Regions from separate parts of the Mus musculus genome. Here regions 2 and 3 are each linked to region 1. Evidence: chromatin contacts called from public HiChIP or PLAC-seq and promoter capture Hi-C data. All regions are on one chromosome and are shown on one strand. Each heading gives the region's core, a stretch centred on a gene start, on an enhancer-like site or on the middle of the called end of the contact. The rest is flanking DNA. Distances are from core to core; before and after follow the strand shown.

The links. Promoter capture Hi-C pulls out the DNA fragments that hold promoters and counts their contacts. HiChIP or PLAC-seq counts read pairs in DNA pulled down with a chosen protein or histone mark.
Region 2: a promoter capture Hi-C map of liver shows a contact between it and region 1, with 3 times the contacts expected there. The contact joins the promoter of Smim4 here to the promoter of Colq in region 1. A contact is called at or near these places in 5 of 39 promoter capture datasets (hematopoietic stem and progenitor cells, hippocampal neurons, liver and 1 more) and 1 of 115 datasets of contacts at active chromatin or transcription factors (the SCID.adh cell line).
Region 3: an H3K27ac HiChIP or PLAC-seq map of double positive thymocytes shows a contact between it and region 1, with 2.6 times the contacts expected there. The contact joins the promoter of Sema3g here to the promoter of Colq in region 1. A contact is called at or near these places in 9 of 39 promoter capture datasets (the 3T3-L1 cell line, the C10 cell line, embryonic stem cells and 5 more), 2 of 115 datasets of contacts at active chromatin or transcription factors (bone marrow-derived macrophages and double positive thymocytes) and 2 of 9 other capture datasets (liver and macrophages).

What each region holds. Positions count from the first base shown.
Region 1 is chr14:31,574,872-31,579,069 of GRCm38.p6, reverse strand. It overlaps Colq (collagen-like tail subunit (single strand of homotrimer) of asymmetric acetylcholinesterase), which reads left to right and starts at 1,687. Exons shown (of 17, transcript NM_009937.2): 1 at 1,687-1,927. The coding sequence starts at 1,822. LOC102639719 (a long non-coding RNA gene) reads left to right here. Exons shown (of 3, transcript XR_874498.2): 3 at 476-688.
Region 2 is chr14:31,126,770-31,130,967 of GRCm38.p6, reverse strand. It overlaps Smim4 (small integral membrane protein 4), which reads left to right and starts at 2,038. Exons shown (of 2, transcript NM_001308091.1): 1 at 2,038-2,335. The coding sequence starts at 2,185.
Region 3 is chr14:31,215,619-31,219,816 of GRCm38.p6, reverse strand. Sema3g (sema domain, immunoglobulin domain (Ig), short basic domain, secreted, (semaphorin) 3G) reads right to left here and starts at 1,944. Exons shown (of 16, transcript NM_001025379.1): 1 at 1,792-1,944. The coding sequence starts at 1,906.

The DNA of each region.
Region 1 (4,198 bases), core at 438-2,937:
CTCAAATGCTAGGTGACTTCCTTATGGACACAGAGCCTCAATTCCTAGATTCTGCAGGAGTCCGTCCTTCTAGGAGGGTCTGAATAAGATGATTATTTCTGCCTTGGTTAGTTGGGATATCACCATTAAAAAGAGGCTCATAAAATACACTGGAAATTCCCTAAGAATTCCTTAAAGAGTTCAGGCTTGTAGGCACGTCTCTGTGGGGCCCCAAAGGGCAGCTGTTCTGGTGGTGACTGCATCATCTTTTTATCAATCATATCAGTTAGCTATTTCTGCATCTTTTTCTGGCACATGAGTGACACACACACCTGGCGGTGTAAGGTATTTGGGTGGGTATCTTTGTACCCACCATCCACAGCTCTGTGGATTCCATGATGCTGTCTCTAAGTTCAAGTTTGAGTACAATTCATTCCACACTATCTCTTTTAACCTTTCCAACAACCCTGCAGAGGGAATTCTCTCTGTCTCTCAGATGATACAGCAAAGGCGTACGGGGGTCAGACAATTTGTCTTCTGCCACTTGGAGCTGGATCAGGGCCAAGTCTAATTCTGAGCTGCAGAGTGTGGTATCGTCATACTCTCTGCCCCAGCCTCAATTCACCTTGCCTAAGAGGAGCACCAGGACTCACCAGATCTGTGAAACCTTCCCAATGAGTCTCTTACATAAATTAAAGCTAATCAAACAACTCTATGGAGTAGAATTTTAATTGCCTGATTTTTTTAAAGCTAATGATCACTATAAGAGTCTTTACAAACTCTTTTAAGAATATTTTTGGGTTTTTAACTTAATTTTACAATTATGTCTATGGGGGGCTAGGGTATGGGGGTGGGGTACGTTCACATGAGTGCAGGTGCTCTGGAGACCAGACACATCAGATCTTCTGAGCGGGAGCCACAGGCAGTTGTGAGCTACACAGCACGGGTGCTGGGACTAAACTTTTGCCTGGACATGCTCCTAACTGCCAAGACATCTCCAGCCCCTGGAATTATTTTTGTCTCAGGAGATTTTGTCTAACGGAGATTAAGTTGATGATGCTGTTGCTCCGAGAAAAATCCCATATTGAATGGTCCACTCGAATGTGCTTTTACTGCTCCCATCTGCTTTCTTTTGCATGAGGTTAAAGGGTTGCAGTTTCTGGGGGTGGGGGTGGAGGTGGGGGTGGGGGCTGGAGTAGGGGATCTTTTCATAGCAACAGCTGTTTGGAATTGCAAGTTCCCCAGCAGAAAGTCCCAGCTCGACTTGCACTTTTTTCTGGTGGGTGAGACTGTCCCAAGCCAGGAGCTTGTCCTCCGGGAGGGCAGTTTATACCAGAGACTTGATTAGTGCTAGGGCAGGACACCTGTGTTCCAAGTCTACTGCTGATGGTGGGTAATAGAGCAAGAGACCCATCTGCCCTTGAGGGTGGTGACAGGTAAACTTCGGAGACTTGGCTGTCCTCTTTCTCATCTGTTCCATAGCTGCTTACCTTAGTCTCAAAAAAAAAAAAAATTCTGACATCTTAATTTTAATGTGGGCATTTGACCCAGTGCCTGAGATAAATATAACCCTGTGGAGTACAGAGAAGGTTTAATGGGACATGGCTGGCATTCTTTCTTGATAAAGGCATGGAGAAAAGAGAGGGAGGGAGAGAGGGAGGGAGGCAAGCAAGGAGGAAGTCGAGGAGAGAGAGAGGGAGGGAGAGAGAGAGAGAGAGAGAGAGAGAGAGAGAGAGAGAGAGAGAGAGAGAGAGAGAGAGCTGGCAGTCAGGACAAAGCTGAGCTAGGAGAGGCTCCCAGCAGCCTTGCCCTCTGACTTGATATTAACCAGACCTGGCCAGCATGGTGGTCCTGAATCCAATGACTTTGGGAATTTATCTCCAACTCTTCTTCTGCTCCATCGTGTCTCAGCCAACTTTCATCAACAGTGTGGTCCCAATCTCAGCAGGTAACTGATGACCGAGACTTTCCTCGCTTCCGTCTGCAGGGGCAGAAGGGGGGTGGGGGACTCAAGATGGTCTTGCAATATGTCCTGATCTTTTTGCCAATCTGCTGTTAGCAGAGGAAGGCTCTGGGGCGATGGTCTGTCCCCCAAGGTGCTTCCTGTCACCCGAGCTTGTCTCCAAAGGCCCTTCTGTCCTCCTTCCAACCGTCACTACTCAGCTGCTCAAAGCCAGACTCTGAGCCGTTGCTTCTGTGTCCCTGTCTCTGCTGCTCATTTACTGCATGAATCATTTTGGTCAGGGAATTGGGAGCTGGGGATGGAAAAGTCTAAGTTCTAGAGAAGTGAGAACTTCTGTAAGGTGTTTCTATAAATCTGTCTCTAACCTCCTCCCTGTGTGGCGTACCTCAGGATGCTGTGAAGCAAATATTGCTCTGTCAACCTTGCTGAAGGGCAGGGGATTCTGCCTGGCCACTGTCAGCAGGGCTTGCTGTTTCCTCAGCCCTGGTTGCTCTCGTGTTGGGCTCTCTTCTCTTCAGCTCTGACAACCCATCTAGAGGTGCTAAAGGAATGATGAGGGCTTCCAGAGGGTCAGTGGACCTGGAACCAGATGTGTCTTGCTTGCTGAGTGCAGGGCTGGGAGATTGAAGAAGCCTTGCCTAGTTGGCCAGCCAGGCAACATTTTCTGCAGGCACCACCGGGCTGTTGCCCTTGTCCTGCCTGACCTGGTACAGGGGAAGTATTGGGTTACTGACATAGCCTTTTCAAACCTTTCTGAGGAAATCTAAATATCTCCAGAGGGTCTGAGGAAGCAAGCAGACCCCAGGGCTTGCTACTTCCTTCACACCCTCCTCAGTTCATCTCAGCCCCTGCTCTAAGGCACCCTTAGTCCTTATTTTCTAAGCACCGAAGCTGATTCTGTGTCTTTGCCTATGAAACCCAGAGAGAGCATTTCTCCAGACTCACCACCCACCTCTCTCCATTCATAAAAAACAGCTCCCGGGCAAGCCGTGCTGCCAAACTGCAGGCCCTAAGGGAGTGGCAGGGAGATTGCTGTGAGGCTAATTATAAAAGTGTGAGAAACAGAAGAAGCAGGGAAGAGACATGAAGAAGAGAGAGCCAGAGAGAGTACCAGGGGAGGCAGAAGAAGCAGGTGGTTGTATCGCCAAGAGTGTGTGTCAGCAGCACGTCTCTCACGAGGTCATCTAGTCTGAGGGTCATTATTCTCTGACCCACTGGGAAGTTTGGTAGCCGAGCACGGTGTCACCCGCCTGGGACTGTTCTTGGGACGCTGAGGCAGGGTGGTGTGTTTAAGACTGACCTGGGTTACATAGTGAGCCCCTGTTTCAAAAATCCCAACAGGACTTGGTAGCTAATTTGGTCTGACCTAGTGTATGCTTCTGTGTTATATTTGGGTTATAGATTTCTTTGGGAATCTGCTGAAGACTCGAAAGAATTAGGGAAACTTGCTTCTCTGGTTTCAGCTCTGCCTCTAATGAGCAGTCCGACTTCCTGGAGACCATTGGGTATAGACCGTGCGTGCACCATGGGGGCAGGGATCGTGTCATCTTGTGTGCCTGTCACTCTAGATGTTTCCAGTGTCAGACAGTGCTGGATCTGTAGATGCTCAGTAGCTACTTCTTGAGTAAAAGAACAAAAAAAACCTTTGCATCTGTAGAGTGTGTGTGGGTGGGCGGGGCATCCACATGCTCGCTCAGGAGAGAACCTGCACGATGTAGACCTCTCTTAGAGAAGGGTTTTTGAAGGTCGTACTGGTCTGGGCACCACAGTGACAGGATGCAGCTTAGATGTGCCCAATGTAAAGACTTGAGTGAAGGGCTCACTTTCAGAGGCGCGGGGTCAAGGACAACTGTGATGTCGAGGGACACAGGGATTTCTGACTGGAGAAAGACTTTACCCCTCTATGCTTGAGAAGGCGGGAAAAGGAAGTGGGGGAAAATAGATCCCCCGAGCCTTGGTGGCCTGCAGGAGAGGACTGCAAGCATAAGTGATGTCACACAGGGACCCAGAGCAGGGAGGCGGGAACTCTCCGACCTCTTTCCTCCCATCACAACCACCTATTGTAGAGCCTCCCACTGGCCAAACCCAACCCCAAGCCAAAGCCTTGTAGTATGGAGCTCCTTGAAGCAGACCGTGGGATCGATGGGTAGGCCTCCCGTGTACTGGGGTTTCCTGTTCATGGGACTAGGGCCTTGAACAAGTCATGCAAGTACTTCATCACAGAGCTACACCCCAGCCACACAAGGCCCTCTAGAT
Region 2 (4,198 bases), core at 789-3,288, 450 kb after region 1:
GGCGGAGCGGGCTCCGACCCCCGCCTCCTTGTCCCCTGCTCGGCTCAGGGGCTCTGCGCCCCCCTTTGGTCGTCTCGGTGGCGATGGCGGTACCTTTCCTCCCTTGAGCGGGAAGTCGCAGAGCCCCGGGTCTCCGCGAGATCCTGGACGGCCGAGGAGCAAGAGCGCTCGAGTGTACTGCTCTTCCTTTGCCCAAGGGTCTTTTTGCCCCTCCCCTGCTCTTCTGTCCTATTCTTTCCAGACCAGTTCTCCTGCCCCGGGGCCTCGTGCCCCTGCCCCAGTTTCTGACTGACTGCACGTTCCACTGGAGCTGAGGTCGCTAAGACAACAAGAGCTCTACTTGCTTTCAGTACCAGTCCCAAGCTGGCTAAGACCACTTGGCCTGATGGGCAGCTGACGCCTGCTGAGGCAGCATTTTCTTTGTATTGCCTGGTACCCAACCCAGGTGATCGACTTAAATGAGGAGCCTATCTACTGGGCATACGCTTCTGGCTGTGGGCCAGGATCACTGCAGCCACCAGGTTTTGGCGGCTGTAAAAGGATGGGCCAGACGGTGCAGGCCCCCAGTTGAATTGCCATGGTTTTTTTCAAGCGCTGTCTCAATGAAATTCTTTTCATTCCATCCACTTCTGTTTTCTTAGCTTGCAGGTGTACACTAGGAAAGGCTGGGCCCAATGTCCATTGTTGGTGGTGAGTTGCCCAACTGAACACACGTGGCTGTTGGGTTTAAGGTTGTGTGTAATGTGTACGTTTGTAGTTTGCCTGTACCTATGCTGAGGATCGGGTGTATCAGATTCTGGTCTGGGTAGTCATGGATGCCGAAGGGTGGGCTTATGGGTGGACCCTTGTAGGTCCATTGACCTAGGTGGGCTGTGAAGACCTGGCCACATGTGGATTCCTTCCAAGTGGATGACACTTTACAAGTTTCAGTCCTCAGATCCAAGAGAAATGGCACCAAGTGCCAGGCGTTCACTGTGTGTGGCTTCTCCAGTAGGTACCTCCAGGCAGGCTGCGCTTAGTCAGCTGTTTATGACCCCCCCCCCTCTTTCTCTGCCTTCATGGTTCCCTCACTGCCTCTATTCCTTCCCCAATAAACTCCTTTCATACCAGATTTGTTGCACAGCATAATTTCTCAGGGGCATACCTTGGCATGGGCCCACCAGGCCTCCTCGCTGCAATCTGTCATTTAATTCTGTTTTTTTTTTTTTTTTTTTTGATACAGGGTTTCTCTGTGTAGCCCTGGCTGTCCTGGAACTCACTCTGTAGACCAGGCTGGCCTCGAACTCAAGAGATACGCCTGCCTCTGCCTTCCAAGTGCTGGGATTAAAGACATATGCCACCACTGCCAGGCCATTTAATTCTTTTAGATTGTCAATTCTCACAGCATCATAGAAAGGCTCATCTTACAAGGGTGCCGATAGGGTTGTGGTTTGACAGCGAAGTCACTCTTTACCTTGATCCTCTTCTGTAACTATTGGTTGTGATGCTTAAAAACACTACAAGTTACCAGAATAACGGTAATTTCCCACTTATCATAGGTTTATATTATTTTAGCATGTTTGTTATAGACAGTTGTACTTTTTGCTGCGACGATAAAATTCAGCTTTCGAAAATGCATATCGAGTTATGTTTGTATTAGAATCCAAGTCAAACCAGTCACATCCAGAAATAAAAGGAAGGAGTGTCACGAAACTGCATTTTAGCTGATTTCATTCACAAAGGGTCGACACCTCGGTCAGGGTATTACAAAAAAAGATGGCGATGGCAGAGTAGGGGGCGCGGCAGTAAACTCTGAGCCTCAGCAGTGAGAGCAGGTCGAGGGCGGGGCCGCCACGCCACGTTGGAGACCCCGCCCCCCGAAGGTTCTCCGTCTCCAGAATCTAGGCGCGTGCGCAGGCTTCTTCAGACCGACTCAGCCTCACAGAGCACGCGCGCTCAAACAGCACTCTGATTGGAGAGTCTGAGAGTCCCGCCACATTCTGATTGGCGGAGCCGACCAGGCTTTGGGTCTGTCCTAACTTCCGCGACCTAACTCTTGCGGCCGGGCTGTGGCGCTGCAGTCGAGTCTTGGTGCTCAGTCCACGGGACTCCGCGGACACGCAGGGGTCCGCAGGGTTATTTGTACTGCCTCCGGGAACACCAGTCTGCCTGGTTCCGTCCCTACCCCACTGGGAGGCCTCGGTCATGTTCTCCAGGGCCCAGGTGAGGCGAGCTCTTCAGCGAGTGCCCGGCAAGCAGCGATTCGGCATCTACAGATTCCTGCCCTTCTTTTTTGTCCTGGGAGGTGCGATGGAGTGGATCATGATTAAAGTGCGCGTGGGCCAGGAGACCTTCTGTAAGTGAGGGTGCAGCAGCCTCCGTTTCTCCCGTGGGTATGCGATCCATTCAGTTGCAGAGTTCCTTTCACTTTGGGCGTTAGGAACAGTGTTTTGACAGTTCTCGTGCAGCGAGGCAGGAGGCCCTTAGGGCTCTTGTATTTTGTTCACATTGGCATCCAGCCCTCCTCCTCTTCCGGCATTTGAAGAGGGCACGTGCCTCTAGTCAGGCCGTGCAGGTCTTTGTAGCCTGTCCTTGGCCCTGCTGGTGACTTTGGGCCTAAGGAACAGGATTAATCGCATGTGGAAGAGGAACCAGTCCTGAGGGAAATTCAGAGATATAGCTCAGAAATTCAGGTTAAGGCCCTTGCCCTTTGAGAGCTTTAGCCCAAACTCCTGAGGAAGTTATCCCGGCTGTCCTAGCTAATTACTACTGGTCACTCGCTCTCCTTAGGTTATGTCTTTGACCTAGAACTGTGAAAAGAATGTCTGGCATTTCTGAGAACGGCCTCTGGAACTGCCAGTTCCTTTCAGGCTTTCTCCCAACCTTTGGGCCCTTTGTCTGCCTCTCATGTAACTTACCATTTGAGAATTTTAGGTTGTTCTTTCAAAACCTCCATTCATTTCTTTCTTTCTTTCTTTCTTTCTTTCTTTCTTTCTTTCTTTCTTTCTTCCTTCCTTCCTTCCTTCCTTCCTTCCTTCCTTCCTTCCTTCCTTCCTTCCTTCCTTCCTTCCTTCCTTCCTTCCTTCCTTCCTTCCTTTCTTTCTTTCTTTCTTTCTTTCTTTCTTTCTTTCTTTCTTTCTTTCTTTCTTTCTTTCTAAGATTTATTTTGAGTACGCTGTAGCTGTCTTCAGACACACCAGAAGAGAGCATTGGATCCCATTACAGATGGTTGTGAACCACCATGTGGTTGCTGGGAATTGAACTCAGGACCTCTGGAAGAGCAGTCAGTGCTCCTAACCACTGAGCCATCTCTCCAGCCCCTGATTACTCTTTCTATACTTTGACGCGGAGCCCGACTATGCTGGCCTTGAATCTTCAAAACTTAGAGTCATCCTCTGGGTTTACAGGCATGGGCCTCCACTTAATGTTTAATAACTATGAGAATATCTAGCGAAGAAGGCAAGTTTCAGAAGAGCTCATGGTGTAGTTTGGTAGGAGAATAATTGCCTCACATGATCCCAAACTCCATTTTAACCCCTTCCCCTACCATTAAGCATGCCATAAGGGTTTGTGAGTAGTCTAAGAATCCTAGGTGGCCACTTCATTGGATCAGATGGTATGGGGAAGGCCTTTGGGGAAAGATAGACATTTAGGACTGTTACCCAGGTAAATCGGGGAAGATCGATGAAGCTCACTTCATGGCAGTGGTGAACCTGGAAACCTGGAGGCTTATGTGTATGCTGTTCCGAGGGACTGCAGCTGATGCACAGCGTGAAAGGTGGCACGGATAGAAGGGTCCCTGTGCAGGGCCATAAAAGTACTGGACAAGAAGAATCAAGCCTATTGATTTGGTTTGGTTTGGTTTTTCGAGACAGGGTTTCTCTGTATAGCCCTGGCTGTCCTGGAACTCACTCTGTAGACCAGTCTGGCCGAACTCAGAAATCCGCCTGCCTCCCGAGTGCTGGGACTAAAGGCGTGCGACACCACACCCAGCTCTAGCCTATTTTGATAGAGACATAGGCACTGTGTGGTTGGCCAGACTTGAGCTGATGGCCTAGTCAGGCTGGCAGAAGGAATGCCAAGAAGTGGGTAGACCTGAGACAGCTTAGAGTAGTGTTGATAAGTCTGGTAATTGAGATGGGCATGGGAACTTCTCAGGGGACAGAAGGGCAGGGCTGATACTTCCACTGAAGGTACAGAACACAGGCAGGGGGCTGGA
Region 3 (4,198 bases), core at 695-3,194, 360 kb after region 1:
ACGCCACATCCTAATGGTCCCCTGTCCTCCATTCTTCAGACCCTTGGTCTTTCATCTGACAACTCCCCAGTATCCTATCTAAGTGCTTGGATCCTTGTATCTCAGTATCTTTGCTAAGTAACCAGGGAAGAAAGCCCCACTGACAGCAATTACATCAAAGAGCCTGGACAAGAGCTGGGAGAGCCAGGAAGAAGGTGGAAGAGTGTGAACACGCAAAAGACTGGAGCCAATGGGGAGAGGGGAGGCCAGGGGAACATTCCTCAGCGGGGGGCACACCAAGACACAGGGCAGACCAGGCATGGCCTGACAGAACTCCAGCCTCAGAGCTGTGGACAAATGACATTCTCCCTTGTACACACTGCCCTATCAGCTGACCCCAAAGATGGAAGGATCAGAGCCCCAAGAGTTTTGATATAGTTCCTTGCTTCTGCTTGGGGAGGTGGAAGCAAGGCCCCAGCAAAGGACTGGCAGAGTTGTCCAGAAGGGGCTGCCTGCCCCACTTGGGAAGGCCCAGAGTAACCTTTGTCCAGAACTCCTCAGGCACCACACTCCATCCTCAAACTCACTGGTGGCCTCTTCAGGATACCCTGCTTGATTAATATAGACTCTGAGACTTCCCTCTCAGAGTAGCCTGATTGTCCCTCAAAGCCACAGCTCCCCGAACAAAGAGCCCTTTACCCACATGGTCTCCACAGCAAGCTTGTGCCATCCCCCTTCTGACTGCTGTTCCCCAGAGAAGATGATTCCTCTCCCCCAGGAAAAATCTGCGGGGCTTCTGAGATGGCTCAGTGGGTAAAGGTACTTGCCAAACCTGACAACCTGAGTTTGACCCCCAGAGCCTCACATGGTAGAGAGAACCAGTTCCTGCAAGTTGTCTTCTGACCTATACACATGTACAGCATGCACTGTGGCACATGTGCACCTAGACAAAACACTCTCACATCCCTCACTCAGATACATAGATACATAGATAGATAGATAGATAGATAGATAGATACATACATACATACATACATACATACATACATACATAGACACACAGATACATAGCTGCCATACATTTTTGTTGAAGAAGAATCTATAATTAAATCCTAGTTTTATTTGTCTCAGACCATCAAAAAAGGCAGAACCACACAGCTAGGCTAGAGCGGAGAACCACTTCTACACACACACACACACACACACACACAGAGAGAGAGAGAGAGAGAGAGAGAGAGAGAGAGAGAGAGAGAGAGAGAGACAGAGACAGAGAGAGAGACAGAGAGAGAGACAGAGAGAAACAGAGACAGAGAGACAGAGACAGAGACAGAGACACCGAGAGAAGATGGCAGAGGAAAGCTGAGACTCTCCTGGACTATAGATGGAGAGAGGATGGTCAAGTGAGCGTGGATGATGATAAGTCAGGACAGGCTACAAGAGGTGGGAGAGGCTCCTCCTTTCCTTGTGGCTCAGGACCAGAAGGACAGACTTCTACCCACTCCCTTGATGTCTGCCCAGACCCTCTTTATACCCTCCCTCTGCTCTGTACCTCCGTCCCCCTTCCTTGTTTCCATCTCCCACCCTTCCTTTGTAGCAGTCTCCTCAGTTTCCCCCTTGTATTAGTCTTCCACTTTGGCCATGGCTCTCAGGATGTGTCTACCTTTCCTGCCCACAGTCATCCCTAGCATCATTCAGGGTCTGACCAGGAAACCTTACCCATGCTGCTGCTGGCTGATTAAAGGATGTCCTAGAGCCACGGACATTCACAGACATTCACAGCATGCACACAAACAGGACAGCACTGGCCAGTACCTCTGTAGGAGAGCCGCAGACGAGGCACACTGGGGCTGGGACCAGGGCTGGGGATGCCCACATGGAACAGAAGGCTCCCCAGGAGGCAGCAGATGGCCCACGCAGATGGGTCCATGCTGGGAAAAAAAAATGAGCTGCCCTCTGATCCTGCTGCTGGATGTAGTTTGCTCTGCTGCCACCAGGCCAGCCACTTATAAGGCAGTGGCTCCACCCAGTGCTGGGCGGGAAGGCGGGAGAGGAAGAGCGAAGTGCTCCAAGCCTGCCATCTACCTGCAGTTTCTCCGGCCACCTCAGCCGGCCGGCCCGCTCAATGCCCGTGCAGCTAACTGGCCTGCTCCCCCTTGGGAGACTCTGACCCAGCTGAGGTGTGGACAGTTTGAATGACAGACACTCACAAATGCAAGTGCCTAGGCTCCAACAAAGCAGCAAGGGGAAGGGATAACCTGAGAGAGAGGTCAGGAATCAGGTGGGGGTCTGGCTTTACTCCCTGCCTCTCCAGAGAGGCATCACTAGTCCTGAGCCAGCCAGGTATCCTTGACCTGACTGCCAAGCTCTCCCCTGTGCCTAAGCTGCTGTGTGGGTAGAGGATTCACTTCAACTTCATGCTGGTAGGGCTTAAGGTCCAGCCATACATCATAGGTCTGGCACTGGTAAGAAACGGAGGCAATGGTTCTCAGCCTGTGGGTCACGGCCCCTTTGAGGGTCAAATGGGCTTTTCACAGGAGTCGCCTAAGATCATCTGAAACCACGGAGATGTACATTACAATTCATAACGCTAACAAAATGGCAGTTATGAGGTAGCAATGAAAATAATTTTATGGTTGGAGAATCATCACAACATGAGGAACTGTACTAAAGGGTTGCAGCGTTAGGAAGGTTGAGAACCACTGACCTAAGGCTCCCACCCAGACCTCCCCAGGCTCCACAGCCCCTCTCTGAATCCACAGGGCTCTATCTCAGTTCAGCAGGCTTGCTCTGAGGTAAGGGGTAAGTTTTATTCCATGCTTTTATTCCATGCTTAGGAGAACTTCTATTGTCTTGCTTCCTCCAGGCCCCAGTGCTTTGGAGGCCCAGGGGCCAGAGCACAATAGGTCCGTGGTGAGTTCCTCCCAAGCCCATGGGCTCTACAGGGATCACAGTTCTGCCCTAAACTCTGGTGTGGAGTGCATTAAAAGGAGCCAAGGGGAAGATGCACCAAGGCCCTGAATCTGGGTAAGTGGGACACCCCCCCCACACACACACACACTTTCAGAGCAGTTTCTGGACCTGCTGACCCCACCTCTCACCTCACCCTGCCCTGAACTCTCCTTTCAGCTCCCAGGGTTCTAGAAACACCCATAGGGTAGGCCTCCCAGATGGAATGGCCTGAGACCTCAGAAGGGGGGAAGCAGGATGCTCCCCACCAACCTTTCAGAGAGAGTCATGGCTCAGACCACAGACGGCTGAGAACAGGTTCAGCTCCGCCCTGGAACCCTCCTCTGCTTCTGGGCCTCCTGGAGGGCTAGTGTTCTGGGACCTTACCTCCCCTCCCTATCTCTTCTCTAGAAAGAAAACAGATTATTCCTTGGCTCAGCTCAAGAAGGACCTATGGCTCGTAACTTCACCTCCCTGTGCCCCTGGACCCTAGAACACTAATATGGTGGTGGTGGTGGTGGTGGTGGTGGTGGTGGTGGTGGTGGTGGTGGTGTTCTTACTTGGAAGCAGATCAGGCGCTGCTCAGAGACACCAGTAACTGGCTCCTTCCCACCTCTGCCTCTGAGTCTGCTGAAGGATGCAAGCCTTTATTTCCTGGATCTGCCTTCTCCTGAGGCAAGGACCAGCCATCCTGTGTAGGAACTTACAAAACTGAAGAACGACGCCTGTACAGCAGAGGCCGCTACAGTAGTGGTTCTGTCCTGGGGTCTCAGTAGGGTGGAGACATTCTGCATCTACCTCCCTGGGGAAACGTGGTGGTATCTAGCCCAGGCTGAGGCCTTCTGTCTTGCTTGAGATTGAGCTGAACACCCAGTCCTTTGGCCAGCATGTGGCCCCAAGCAGAGCGTGTGAGCAGAGGACCAAACCACTCCTCCATCCACCATCGTGGGGGTCTCTACTCAGCCAGACCTTCAGCTGCGGCTGTGTCTACCCGGACAGGCTTGTGGGGCAGGCAGGCTACTTCACAGCACAGAAGGAAGCCTAGAAACCCAAACTCAAGTGTGTGGATCCTGTCAGATGTCTCACTCTTCCGCCCCCCTCCCCATCCCTCCCTTCCTCCGTTTCCCAGGCTAGAGAACAGGATCGAGGGCTTTCCTAAAAGACCCTTCCTGCCAGCTGCAGATGGCATCCGGAAAGGCACCCTGAAGGCACAGGTCAGCCAGCCTAGCACAGACACCCCATGCCACCTAATGGACAAAGGTGGAACTTCATG